Regions from separate parts of the Mus musculus genome. Here region 1 is linked to region 2. Evidence: chromatin contacts called from public HiCAR-type data. All regions are on one chromosome and are shown on one strand. Each heading gives the region's core, a stretch centred on a gene start, on an enhancer-like site or on the middle of the called end of the contact. The rest is flanking DNA. Distances are from core to core; before and after follow the strand shown. Region 1 overlaps Rnf144a (ring finger protein 144A). Region 2 holds the start of Mboat2 (membrane bound O-acyltransferase domain containing 2).

What was found. HiCAR-type assays count read pairs that join an accessible place to other places.
Region 1: a contact with region 2 is called in a HiCAR-type map of astrocytes, with 3 times the contacts expected there. The contact joins the enhancer-like site here to the promoter of Mboat2 in region 2. A contact is called at or near these places in 4 of 39 promoter capture datasets (cranial neural crest, hippocampal neurons, liver and 1 more) and 3 of 115 datasets of contacts at active chromatin or transcription factors (astrocytes, embryonic stem cells and thymic regulatory T cells).

The regions. Positions count from the first base shown.
Region 1 is chr12:26,356,743-26,363,386 of GRCm38.p6, forward strand. The region is part of intron 3 of Rnf144a (ring finger protein 144A); the gene reads right to left. It overlaps 4930549C15Rik (RIKEN cDNA 4930549C15 gene), which reads left to right. Exons shown (of 5, transcript NR_130981.1): 3 at 886-1,079. Among named protein-coding and RNA genes, the nearest start is that of 4930549C15Rik, 13 kb to the left of the region's middle. Within about 2 kb of position 4,344, at least 7 of the 459 cell types and tissues checked have an H3K27ac peak or open chromatin away from gene starts, as enhancers often do. A contact at or near this core is called in astrocytes, where this site is marked.
Region 2 is chr12:24,827,789-24,834,929 of GRCm38.p6, forward strand. It overlaps Mboat2 (membrane bound O-acyltransferase domain containing 2), which reads left to right and starts at 3,811. Exons shown (of 13, transcript NM_026037.3): 1 at 3,811-3,986. The coding sequence starts at 3,912. It overlaps 2900060N12Rik (RIKEN cDNA 2900060N12 gene), which reads right to left and starts at 3,529. Exons shown (of 3, transcript NR_166876.1): 1 at 3,032-3,529.

The DNA of each region.
Region 1 (6,644 bases), core at 3,094-5,593, 1.5 Mb after region 2:
CTCAGAGAGCCGCAGTGGGTTTGGCAGCACTATATCTTCGATGTGAGAAATCCTCACATTTCTGAATCTCCCATTTCTTTAAGCACCGGATTCTTTGCTGAAAACAGTACCCAATCACTCCCTGCCCCTCCTCTCTCACCCAGAGACACTCTCCAATAGCCCAGATACCTATTTAATGGCTTGTGTTTGCCTCCCCCTTGAAAAAGAAAGGACCCCTGTGGAATTGGTGTTGATATTACATTTTTTTTTTTAGACAACAACAAAAACTTCTGAAAAGAGAAAAAAATACCATGCTGCATTTCATTTTTCCTTTGTTAGCAAGATCTACAACAGGGCTGGGCTCCCTTGGGCAATGCCTGATTCTTAGGTGAGCAGGGCGGATCCTTCTCCCAGCACAAGGTCCCCTCCACTGATAATCAGAGAGGACACCCTGTGCAAAGCCACTGCATTCAACATAGACCAGAGTGTGTCCCATCCCTTCTGTCTCAGCTGGGAGTCCCCCGAGTTGCAGAATAACTGTCAAGGTGGGATATGCTGCCATTTATCTATGCAAGTAGACTAAGCCAGCAGATGCGGGCACACCTAACTGGGCAGATTGTCAAAGCCAGAACAGTGAGGCAGACACACACACAAAGAGGCTGCAGTAGGGCACATCCCCCTGGTGCTCCGTCAGTGACTACTTCCATGTACTTCTCCCAGCCTCTGCGAAGCAGATTGACAGGCAGGACTCAGCTCTGCAATTCTCACTGCCATCAATGCTATCACATTGACACTGTCTATATACCCTTTCCCCTGGGTCTCTAGGATCCGTTTTTTGGTGGTGGTGTTTTTATTTTATTTTATTTTATTTTATTTTATTTTATTTTATTTTTTATTTTTGGACAGTAACCACCTGCATTGAATCTTTCCATCACCCTCCACTCGTTGTGGCATGTTTGATAATCACACGTGTACATGTAACCTGCGATCTACCATTTGATTGATAAGCATATCGATAATAAGATTCAGAAGGAACAAAGAGCTTGCAGTTGCCATGGTACTGATTCCAAATGAGACCTCAAGAACTCAGTCAAGTGAAGGTGAGAAGACTGGTGTAGCTTAGTAAACTAAGTGATCCTCAATAAATAACTGTAATGCTCTGTATCACTGACATGGCTGGTTCACAACACCCATGTACCAGTGTCTACCCAACAATGCTGCATATGATCTCATGACACACCTAGAATTATCTGTCGTATTCTCTCACATTGAATTACATCTTGCATTTTGTAATTCATGGTTTACAGAGTAAACCAAAGAGAGATAAATTCAGACTAATTGTCTTCACTCAACAGATAAAATGTGGAGGTTCAAGAATGATACTAGCAGTTTACCCAACAACTTATTAATGCAGGACTCCAGGCCAATGTCCCTAACGTCATTGCCTACCAAGTAAAGGCAAGCCCATCCATTGCACAGACTTTCCAGGTTCTCTTCACAAACACTGACTCTCTTGTCCTCACACATGAGCTCTTGGTGTTTGTCTGGGTCACCTGCAGTCTCACTCTGAGAAAACAATATGGTTTTCATTGTAAAGCTCTCAATCTGGTCATGGAGGCCTTGGCTTCCTAATGTCAATCTACAGTGGTCCAGACTTACAGATCCAGGGCTCAACACCTTCAACCACACTAACAGCAATCCTTAGCCTGCCATCTCAGCCAATCCCGGAGAACATCTGTCCTAACACACACGTTCACTAGCTGATTTGAAATCCCTGCCTCTCCATGAGGAGAGCTGGATGATCAGTCCATCCTAGACAGGAAAGACAACAGGTAAAGCTGAGCTGCTCCTGTTGTGGTCCAGGGGCTCAGCAGATGTCTCTTCCCAACTCCTCAGCACCTTCACTGTTGGATCCCGACTGCTTGTGGACATTCAGGAAACACCATGGCTGCTCTAATCCCTCTACCTCTGGAGCCTGGCGGAGGAGACTTCAAGTCCAGATGAGCTCATGAGGTAGAAAACCACAACAGGGAGTCACAGCACAGCAATACCCCAGACCTCTCGTGTTGCTCTTTTTTCCTAGAAGACAACACTTCATTTTGGGAAAAAATACTCTGTAAAATTTTATTCTTCAAAACTTACTTAGAATGAGTTCTGACATGGTGACAGTCCCCACAGGCGCAGAGGGAGAGCTTGAATTGGGTGAGAATATCCACAGAGAAGTAAAACCCAGACTGATGGTCAGGACTCGGACGGCAGAGCCAGTTGTGTGCAGCCCCAACCTGGTGGGAACTGAACCCAACCAGAACTGATGCAACTTCTCCTTAAGCGAAACAGAGATGCAGATTTCCAATTATTCCCAAGAAAACCCAAAGACAACCTGGGTGCAGTCCCCAAGGCCAGATGCATGTCTTTTGGGGATACCCACTTAACAAGAGTCTAGAAAAGGAGCTTATTTACAGCCCGACTTCAACCTGAGGTTAATATTACTACAACAATGGCAAGATGCCCCTATGCTTGGAGGTCCCACCTGGGGAGAGGACACAGTTGGAGAAACGATAATGGGTCTACTGGGATCAGGGACTCCTGAGGACTCAGGTTATTTGGTCACCTGAGCTCCATTGATGCAGAATGGCAGCCTACAAAATAACAAAGTCACTCTGTCCAGCCACTATTTTCCTAACTCATAGCTATCTTGGGCCTCTGACATTTGAAGGCCACCGACAAGGTTCTTGACACTGCAGAATAGCTCCCTGTCCCCAGGACTACAATGAATGACAGACTCCCTTTTCCTAGTAGTCTGCTGCTGAACCCTATGCAAAGGTGATGGGGTATGGAAGGCTGGGATGCACTTCCCAGGAGTGTCCAAACAGCTTCATAATGACAGGGACACCATTTCATCTTTCCATCCTAGTGACTATTAGACTTGCTCCCTCCAGCTCTCAATGTTTAGTGCTGATGGATTCTCCTTGCAGAGAATCCAGAATCAGACGCTTCAAGAGCACAGTGATTTGAACATGGCTTGTCTACTATGTCACTACTGTGCCCTAGCGATCCACCTCAGCAGTAGCACAGAGTAAGAACTAGTCTGTAACACTCATGTGACACCCTACAGCTCTTCTCTAAGAAACAGAAAATGCTCATTCAACAGAGCATGCATGGGTTGGGTGGCATTCGGCTCCATGTACACTGAGATGTTTATAAGACTCATGTCCTGTCATCTGCACTTTGTTGGGATGACCCTGCATGGGGAAGAGCCAATCCCAGCTTCCTAAGAACAAGCAGTCTGACTCTGGGCTCTGGGCCAACTCTGGGCACTTGGTACAGGACCTGAGCTCTAAGCTTCCTCCGAGACTCAGGCCTCCTGTAAAATTAACCATCACTTGCTAAGTTGCAGTGACCTGGTTAAGAGCTCAGAGACGCTATTAAACAAACGTGGGTGATAGTGAAAGTCAGTGAAATGGCGCTTTTGCTAGGCAGAGGGACATACTGCAGGGGCTTAGAAATGTTGTTGTCTTTAGCTGCATATGTATCAAAAGATGGCCTAGTCGGCCATCACTGCAAAGAGAGGCCCATTGGACTTGCAAACTTTATATGCCCCAGTACAGGGGAACGCCAGGGCCAAAAAGGGGGAGTGGGTGGGTAGGGGATTGGGGGGGGTGGGTATGGGGGACCTTTGGGATAGCATTGAAAATGTAAACGAGGAAAATACCTAATTAAAAATAAATAAATAAATAAATAAATAAATAAATAAATAAATAAATAAATAAATAGCTACAGAGAACAAAAAAAAAAAAAAGAAATGTTTCCATGTTGTGATTAAGTTACTGTCATTCATGGAAGTCATCTACACATCAGCAGTGGGAGGATGTTCCTCATGGCATTCCCTGTGATGTTAGGAACCTCTGCGTGTGAGGTGCCTGTTAAAGGGATTGGTAAGGCAGAGAAAGGAAGCACGTACCATACCGAGGAAGGGAACAGGAGCCAAGGTTTTGAGGTGAAAATTTCAAAGTCCACACCACTCTCACTGTGGGTTTACTACAGAGTGGGCACGGTCACCAAAGGAAGCTATCATCTGATTAAAAATGAGGACAGGCTATTTTTCTTCCTCCAGTATTTCTTTATAAAAAATGAATTTCAATAACTGCAAAGCCAATAGACGTTTTAAACATAAAAACAATGTAAAACTGATCACAGAAAAAAAAAGTTCATGTTTAATCCATCCAGGGCTTCAAAAATCACTAACTAAAAAGCTAGGCACGGGGCGCTTCTAGCATGCTAATTTTCAGTTGGGGGTTGGGGAGTCAGGAGGGTTGCCTGAAGCTTGAGGGCAGCCTGGGCGACTCATAGAGTCCAGGACAGGAGGAGCTTCAGCGCATGACTGTCTCACAGAAACAAACAGCAGAGAGTAAATCATCAAACAAATAGCAATGACTTAAAAGATGCTGCCGACAGAACAACATGATGTGTACAGGAAATCAAACAGCTGGAAGATGCTGTTCCCAATGAGCAAAGGAAAACTCCAAATGCCCAGGCAGTGAGGTTCTAAGTTCCTGGAACACCCCATTGAGAATGGTTCAAAATAACACAGTTCATGAACCCTGGAGCATGTCAATATCTGCCCAAACTGCACAATTGACTCACTGACCCAATAATCTTATTTCTCAGCACCCAGCCAAAGTTAGTCAGTTACCATGGCCCCGCTTGCAATGCGAGACTGGAAGCCACACAAAGAGAAGGCTCGTGACATGAAGCGGAGCTCCTCAAGGTGGGAGACTTCGGAAAGAGCAGGAAAGCTGCATGCATTCGAGTGGAAAGAGCTGCAGAGCGTATGATGTAAAAACTGCAAGGCATTCAGGGATGCACAGTATAGGCTGCATTTACAGGCTTAAGCATTAGATGAGCACCAATATGCTAACCGAAGCTGTTACCTAAGGAGGTTGGGAGGGCTGCACCAGGCCCAGAATGGTCACAGGAAAACATCAGCAAGATTCCCAACAGAGACCTTTTATTTATTCATTCCTGTATTTATGTGTGCTAAGTGTGCTAATGTGTTTATATAGGTGCACATTCTCTCTCTCTCTCTCTCTCTCTCTCTCTCTCTCTCTCTCTCTCTGTGTGTGTGTGTGTGTGTGTGTGTACTTGTAATAGGGCAGAGGTCAACCTCAAGCATCATTCCTCAGGCACTGTCCACCTTATGTTTTGAGACAGGGTCTCTTACTGGGATCTGGGGCTCGCCAAATCAGCTAGGCTAGACTGGCTGCTTATCTCCTCATCTATAGCACCAGGATTCCAGGCATTGATGTACCCCTATGCCCAGCCTTTCACATGAGCACTGGGGCTTGAACTCAGATTCTCATGCTCACCTAGTAAGCAATTTACTAATGGAATAGTCTCTTCAGCCAGAAAACTCTCTCTCTCTCTCTTTCTCTCTCTCTCTCTCTCTCTCTCTCTCTCTCTCTCTCTCTCTCTCTCTCTCTATATATATATATATATATATATATATATATATATATATATATACACACACACACACACACCTACCTACCTTTAGGAAAGTTTAACACATGATGTTCACTCACTAATAAGTGGATATTAGCCCAGAAACTTAGAATACCCAAGATACAATTTGTAAAACATATGAAACTCAAGAAGGAAGACCAAAGTGTGGATATTTCTTTCCTTCCTAGAATGGGGAACAAAATACCCATTGAAGGAGTTACAGAGACAAAGTTCAGAGCTGAGACAGAAGGAAGGATCATCCAGAGACTGCCCCACTTGGGCATCTATCCCATAAACAACCAACAAACCCAGACACAGCAATTTTTGGCTGACAGGACCCTGATATAGCTATCTCTTGTGAGGCTATGGCAGTGCCTGGCAAATACAGAAGTGGATGCTTGAAGTCATCTATTGGCTGGAACACAGGGCCCCCAATCAAGGAGCTAGAGAAAGTACCCAAGGAGCTAAAGGGGTCTGCAATCCTTTAGGAGGACCAACAATATGAAGTAACGAGTATCCCCCCAGAGCTTGCATATATAGCAGCAGAGGATGGCCTAGTTGGCCATCAATGGGAGGAGAGGCCCTTGGTCTTGCAAAGATTATATGCCCCAGTATAGGAGTATGCTAGGGCCAGGAAGCAGGAGTGGGTGGGTTGGGGAGCAGGGCAGGGGGAGGGTAGAGGGGACTTTTCGGAGAGGAAACTAGGAACAGGGATAGCATTTGAAATGTAAATGAAGAAAATATCTAATAAAAAAGAAAAAAAAGTTTAACTAGGTTTTATAAACTACAGAGATTTTAATAAAAGAAGCATTGTGGCCACTGTGACCATCGTGGTAATTCAGAATAGATGGTCCATAACTTGTTTTCTTTATTCTACTGAAGAGGGGTGACCACACATGATAACTGAATTCCAAAACTGTCCGTGTAGATCTGATCTCCCGAGTGTCTCTTCCTTATTTAAAAATCTGAAATCTACTCGATTGTCAAAAGGAACAATGCCTTCGACTCATCCCCATCAGAGAAGAAGTGACTCAAGCATTTCTCATCGCTGAGTCGAACCTCCAGGTTGTCAGCCTTTGGGAAGGAGCTTCATTATTCCATAGAAGAAGGGAGAAGCAACATAAAGTCTAGCAAGAACTTAAAAAGGAGAGTAGTTGGGCTAG
Region 2 (7,141 bases), core at 2,561-5,060:
CTAAAATTCACAGCTATTTGCTGTAATATTTAGGAATAAATTTTAGGTCCTTTGTCTGCCAACTAAGCTTCTGTGTCTTCTAGAAGGAACATTGTGTGTGTGTGTGTGTGTGTGTGTGTGTGTGTGTGTGTGTGTGTGTTTTAACATTAAAAACTGACCTAACCTGGTACTTTGTATTACTCTACTGTCTCATATACATGATGATTTTGCCTTTTGATTATAAGTACCATTTATTTATTTATTTTACAACATCCACACAGTTCCCTGAACACAGTAAGACAGCACTCAATAAATGATTTTAAGAGTTAGGGACATGGGGATTGCTGTCATAGGTTGGCTAGCTGAGGCAGGACAATGAAGAATTACATATAATTCATTCAGTTCTCTCTCATTTAAAGGCTCCTAGTCAAATTAGCAGATACTAGTGGGGAGGCCTCTATCCACTTTATATTCTCATCACTGGTTCTTAACTCAAAATGTTAACTCAACAATCTACTTCCTTATTAAAGACATAAAGATGGAGTATTTTAAAATTTAAGGTGTAGTTGACAAAATATCTGTATTTATAGTATATCACATGATGTCTTAATACATGTATATAGTGAAACTCAGTTAAATCCAGATGCAATAGTTTCATAGGAGAGAAACATTTTTCATTTTTAGAATTACATTAAATTTCTTGAATGGTTAATTTAATACATCAACTTCACTGGGTTGATGAAGGACTGGACAGATAGTAAAATAGTATTTCTGAATGTGTCTATAAGGATGTTTATAGAAAAGATTATTTTTTGAATTGGTAGACTGTGTAAGGAAAATTGCTTTCTTCAGTGTGGGTGGTATCATGATTGAACTGAAAACAAAACAAAACAAAACAAAACAAACCCTCAAAGGTAGAGGAAGAAAAATCTGTTTAAGCTGGGACATCCATATCAACAATTGTGTCAACACTGGTGCAGCTGTCGTTCAGATTCTGAGGGAGTAACAGCTCTTCTGGTCATTAGGCCTTTAGATTTGGACTGGACCTATATACCACGTGCGCTCCTGACTGCTTTGCATAAGGCTTCTATGTCTTTATCATCTCAAGCCAGTTCCTTATAACATACTTTCTTCTATATCTTTTTGTAGATCCTGATTGGTCTATTTTTCTGGAGAATTCTGACTAATGTGGTTGTTTCTAAATGTTACAATGTAACACAGTTGTAAGCTTTTTGTACACAATATTATTACTTCTTTTCTTATATAAGGAAAGTGAGGTTAAAAAGGCTCCAAAATTGGCTAGTAAGTAGTGAAGACAGAAAACAAAACAAAACAAAAACCAACCAACCAACCAACCAAACAAACAAAAAAACCCCAACCAAAACCAAGATCTCCTGACTCTAAAATCTAAGCTATTATTATAGGCCAAGATACTTGACCTATACTCTGACATAAAATTTCTCAGATGGCTCAAATCTTTCCCATTCTAGATGTTAAAATAAATAATTTCATAAAGTTATAACAGGCACCTAAAAGACAGTTTCTGCTAAAAAGTACTTATCTCTCACTTGGGCTGACACAAGGAAACCAAAAGCAGGAGGAAAGCCTGGCACCTCTGCCTTCATTTTTAAAATCTGGCTCCTTTACTTGGGGTCAGAAACCTACTTAACGCTACAGGAAAGGATGCTAATCATTCAGAGAATATCTAAAAACGGGCAACAATTACTTCATCTCCACTCAAGGCTGAAGGCACAATAAACTGTCAACTTTTACAACGTCTCGTTCCAGACCTCCTAAAAAGTGTCCGACTGTCTCCAGTCCTAGTCCTAATCCTCCATAGGCATTACTGACTCCAGGAACACAGAGCCTAGCAGACAGTTCATCCCATGACATCACCCTAAAGTGACCTGATTGTCCCACCAAGCAATAAGGCCAGGGGATGACAGGTTAACACCAGAGTCAGGTCTCTATTAAAGGAGTCACCCTCAATAAAAACTATGTTCTGTCTTTTTCTAAAAGAATAATCTGGCCTCACAGAATTCCTTTGGTAGACAGTATTTGTTCTAGGATTGTATCTTATGCTGCCTACTTTAGGTTGCAATATGTTTCTAACACCCACTTTTTAAGGTTTTAAAATGGTATTTTAATTTTTCCCTTCAGTTTATATGTTCAGCCACCTGTACACTTTCTCAACACGTCCCTAAAGGGGGGGGGGGGAGGAGACAGAGACAAAGAGGTCCTCGATCCAAGGTTATATTAATAGAGAGGTCCAGACTTGGGACTATTTTAGGAAGTAGATTATTGGACAGGTTTGATTTCTAATTGGTCCCAGCTAGTTGGAACACAATATTAAGAGTGAAAGATCTCAATTATTTTCTCCCCATCCTCTAAAAGACTACCTTACTAGGACTCAGCTGTTCACCCAGAGAATATTAGCAGCAAGAGACTATCCCAACTAAATTCAATAACCCCCTTTTCAGAGAGAGCTGAGTCCACAGCCAGGTTTCCTGAAGCACTACTTGCCCGCTCTTACTACTGAAGCCTCTAGAGTGGTCCTTGAGGAAGTGCTGTACCTAGTAGTTGATGGCTATTCTGGAGTGGGTGTTAAACCTGAGAATGAAGAGGGCCTTGTCTTTAAGAGGTCAAAACTGGGGCTAAATTAGTTGGATCTCAGGCCCCCCCCCCCCCCACACACTGTTATTTAGCTCTTGGTTAAGTTATGTAATTTTTCTGGAATTCAATTTCCTTGCTAGATTGAGGGTGGTTACAATACCTGCCTCACATGGTTGTTGTGGGGACTCACATAAGTCTACCTTTAAAAGCAGTGTTAGCAGCACATTTAAACCCCCGCCCCCCTTTAAATATTAGTTTCCAAATCCTTGGATTTTGAGAGGACGATGCTGGCATTTTCCAGGTGTTCCCATGGCTAGTTTAAAGGGTAAGAGATCACATTTGTAGGGCTGACACACTAACTGCCCTCCTGGAATGGAGGTGTGGACACAGCAGAATTCACATCTGGCAGAGAGGCTCGCAGGCACGAAGGGATGCTTACCAGCAGCCTTTCCTTTGAGGAGGCGGGGCCTTTACATGCCGGCCGCTGGCTACCCAGGCTTTCCCTCGGGCGCTGCCCAGGTCCGACCTGTTTCCCTCTCAGCTGGATGCGCGGTGAGGGCATCGTCCCAGCGCGGCCGATCAGGCCCAGGTGGGCGGCGGGTGAGGTAGGACCACCCGGCTTTCCGCAAGTTTGGGCAGCCCAGGAGACAAAGGCACTTTCTGCTTTGGGGTTCTTGTAGCGCGTCTCCCTGAAGCTCCCAGCCCCCTACCTTTGTTCCCAACTTCCCCCGGCGCTGCAACTCTTTGTCTGGCCGCCACCCCGAGCCCCTTTGTTGTCCACCGTCACTGCCAGTGAGGGGTGGGGACGGCGCCCACCATTCCTGAGAAAGGAAGTGAGCAGAGGCGGAGGCAAAGCCGCCCTCACACGCCCCCACCAGCTAGCCTGACTCTCGGTCGCCCTCGGGCGACAGCCATGGTCGAGCCTCAGCCCCTCGCTGGGGTCCTCAGCACGGAGGAGGGGCGCGGCGAGGCCAGCGTCCTCTGATTGGCTGTGGGAGTCGGGGCGCCGCGACGCCATTGGACCGCGGAGCTGTCTGGCGCACGAGTGCGCGAGGTGGGGAGGGGGCTCTGGAAGCTGCTGGAAATCGGGCCGCCCGGCGGCGTGAGGGGGCCGCGCGGCTGGGTGGGCGGGGCGCCCAGCAGTGGGCGGGGCCACTAACTCCGCCCACTGCCCCTCCCCGCGCGGCTGCTCCGACCGCGGGCGGCCGAGGGGCGGGCGCGCCGCTGCATCCCCATCCTCGGCGTAGCTCGGCACAGAGCGAGCAAGCAAGCAAGCGGCGCCTGGCCGGAGCGAGCGGACGCAGCGCCGAGGCCCGGCCATGGCCACCACCAGCACCACGGGCTCCACCCTGCTGCAGCCCCTCAGCAACGCCGTGCAACTGCCCATCGATCAGGTACCGGCGTCCGGGGCGTCGTGCCCTGGCCGCCTCTGCCGGCCGCGGTGCCACCCGGGCGGGAGCAGGGTGGGGGCTGGGGCCGGGACCGCCGTGCCCGGCGCCCGGCGGGGCGGGGGCGCGCGGCTGGCCTTGTCCCCTCGGCTGTCGCTCCGGCTGGTGCCTCTGTGCCCACCCAGCCTCCCATCGCCGCCCGGGCGGGGGTGGGCGCGGGCGGAGGCTCGGCGACAGCCCGCCGGGGAGGGCTAGACAGACGTGCGCGCGTGCATGCTGTCGCTGCCGGGCCACCGGGCGTCGGACCCGGGAGTCCCGGGACCGGTGGACCTGGCACTGCTGCGGGTTATCGGGAGACTAAGAATGGTTTGGGTGCCGAGTGCCCAGGACACGGCGTGGATGGACGAGGCTTAAGCTCTTCTGCACTTGGGGACAGTTTGCATTGAAGTGTGGCTCAATAGACGGAGAGGCAACAGTTTGGGGGAAGACAGGTTATGAAGAGAAGTCAACGTGACTTCACGATGCTAGGGTTTCTGGTGAAAAAGTTGCAGCTGTGGATAGGAGCAGCCATCCTACCCCCTCACCCTACCCCCAGAGAAGCTTTTGACACTAGGGAAGGCTGGCATTTAAATGAGGCCAGTCGAATTTGATTGTTTAAAGGGCCTCAGGATTACTGAAATAAACAGCATTGGGATGGAGAAAGCAGCGCCATTTTTATTGAGCAAAGGAACTTTGGAAGTATGTCCTGAGAAAGGTCTGGGAAAGTTGTTGGTGGGGTATGGTTAGATAGCTGGTCTAGCTCCAGTACTGAAGGAAATTGACTTTGGAAATTCAGCCTAACATTATTTCTGATCTGGAGGTGTTTGCACTTCCAAGGGCTATGGGCTCAGCTTGAGTAGCTGCTAGTGGTATCTTAAGGTTTGCATGTAAAACACAAGATTCCTCTCTGGACTTGAGCTGGAGGTGACACCTGAGCTGAACACTGTGTGCTCCAGGCTTTGTGCTTCACTGTTTAAAATAAAATATACTGAGTTACCTCAAAGGAGGGTTAAACCGTCCTGCTCAGTGTTCTGATCTGACTTCTTTCCTTTATTCCTCTCATAACTTTTCGATTAATAGTGAAATACCTGTTCTCCACACAGCTTACACAGCGGTTGTGGTGTGTGTCATGCTAATAGATTATAAGAGTGCCCCAAGTGGAATGATTCCTTTAATTCACAGAATTAGTCTTTGTTTATTAAGTTGATAATAATCAAAGGCTTTGGATACTCTCAGTTCTGTGGAGGAGTCTCACTATTTCCTAAGTGGAATCATGGCACCTGACCTCTAGGTGTGTGTTACACTTCTGACTTCAATAGGTTGTTCCCAGCCTACCAGTGCAGGTAGGGCAGGATCTTCTTGCTAATGAGAAACGTGTGTGTGTGTGTGTGTGTGTGTGTGTGTGTGTGTGTGTGTGTCCTTTACCTTTTTATTCTTTTGGTGAGGCAAATGATTGTGTATTCTCTCTGCCATAGCCCTATTAAGCTAATTCTTTTAAACTTCTATAAAGGATCATAACTTTTAAAAGTAATCTAATATCAATAAGCTCCTTTAAACATCTCAGCAGTCCAGAGAAAGTTCTTTGTGGAACTGAAGTGAGCAAGCAATCCAGGGAAGGTGACCTGAGTTAAGACTGACTTTATCAGCTAGAGGTCTTGTCTCTTGTGTCTTAGATAATCTGCATCTTCTGGTATACGCTTGAAGTCTGTAGAGCCCGAGTTTATATGGCCATTTGTGTAAGACAGTTGTTTGCTCTGTGATAAGCAAGTCTTAGGAATATTGGGTTAATCCATACAATCTGTACTTTTCACAGCAATAATTATTTCTGTGAATACCAAAGAATCTTCATGATGATACTCTTGGAGTAGTTAACATTGTAAAATTAGACAGACATTTTAGAATTAAGCCAATCAGAAACATTTCCTAACACATGAACAGTTGAATCCATGTTGAAAGAAAGCCTAAGACTTGGCTGTAGTCAAATAATGTAATTCTATAGGAAAGAAAAAAGACAAGCCAGGAAGTTTATAACTTGCTATGTGTTCACTTGGTGTGTGCCAATTTACACTGTTTAGAAAAATTAGGAAATTATAAAAGCAGTTGTTTTAGGAAGTAATAAAATGTGAACTTTTTACTATTGTATTGACTTGGCACACTGAGAACCTAGTGCCCTTGCTGCTGAAGTAACAGGAGGAAGAAGTGTGCTGTCAGGCAAAGCAAAGGAACTGGAGATCTTGCCTTAGGCTGGAGAATCTTTATCTTTGCTAAGAATTACAGAGTGACCTTGAAGTAGCTGAAGTGGTGCTCTGTAGTCTTTAAATGAAATTAAAGCATGAAATAGTGGTATCTGGGAGATTATGAGATCTTTAAGATAGGAAGTACCTGGCCCCCCGGCGTTTTGCTCTTTAGGGCCTGTTTTCCAAGTGACTTCCTTCCTAGTATAATTCTGAAGGTCTGTAGAAAGGAATGTGTGGAGGTGTGGTTTGAGAGAGGAGCCATCTTGAGGACCAGTTGTGCCAAAGAAAAGGAGCAATTGTGTGAGTCCCAGGCGAGATCAGGTGTCTCCATATCACGGGGCTTCTGTTCCTTATAAGTTGCTGATGTGGGGTTTTAGACTCCAGAGCAAGTACCAAAATGAAACTAAGAATAATGTCACTGATGATCAACCTATATATATATTTTTTTCTTGTTTCTTTTTCTTTCTTTCTTTCTTTCTTTCTTTCTTTCTTTCTTTCTTTCTTTCTTTCTTTCTTTCTTTCTTTCTTTCTTTCTTTCTTTCTTTCTTTCTTTCTTTCTTTCTTTCTTTCTTTCTTTCTTTCTTTCTTTCTTTCTTTCTTTCTTTCTTTCTTTCTTTCTTTTTTTTTTTGAGACAGGGTTTCTCTGTATAGCCCTGGCAGTCCTGGAACTCACTTTGTAGACCAGGCTAGCCTCGAACTCAGAAATCCACCTGCCTCTGCCTCCCAAGTGCTGGGATTAAATGCGTGCACCACCACGCCCGGCAACCTATATATTTTTTTCTTTTTTTTTCTTTTTTTTTTAAAGATTTATTTATTTATTATATGTAAGTATACTGTAGTTGTCTTCAGACACACCAGAAGAGGGTGTCAGATTTCGTTATGGAT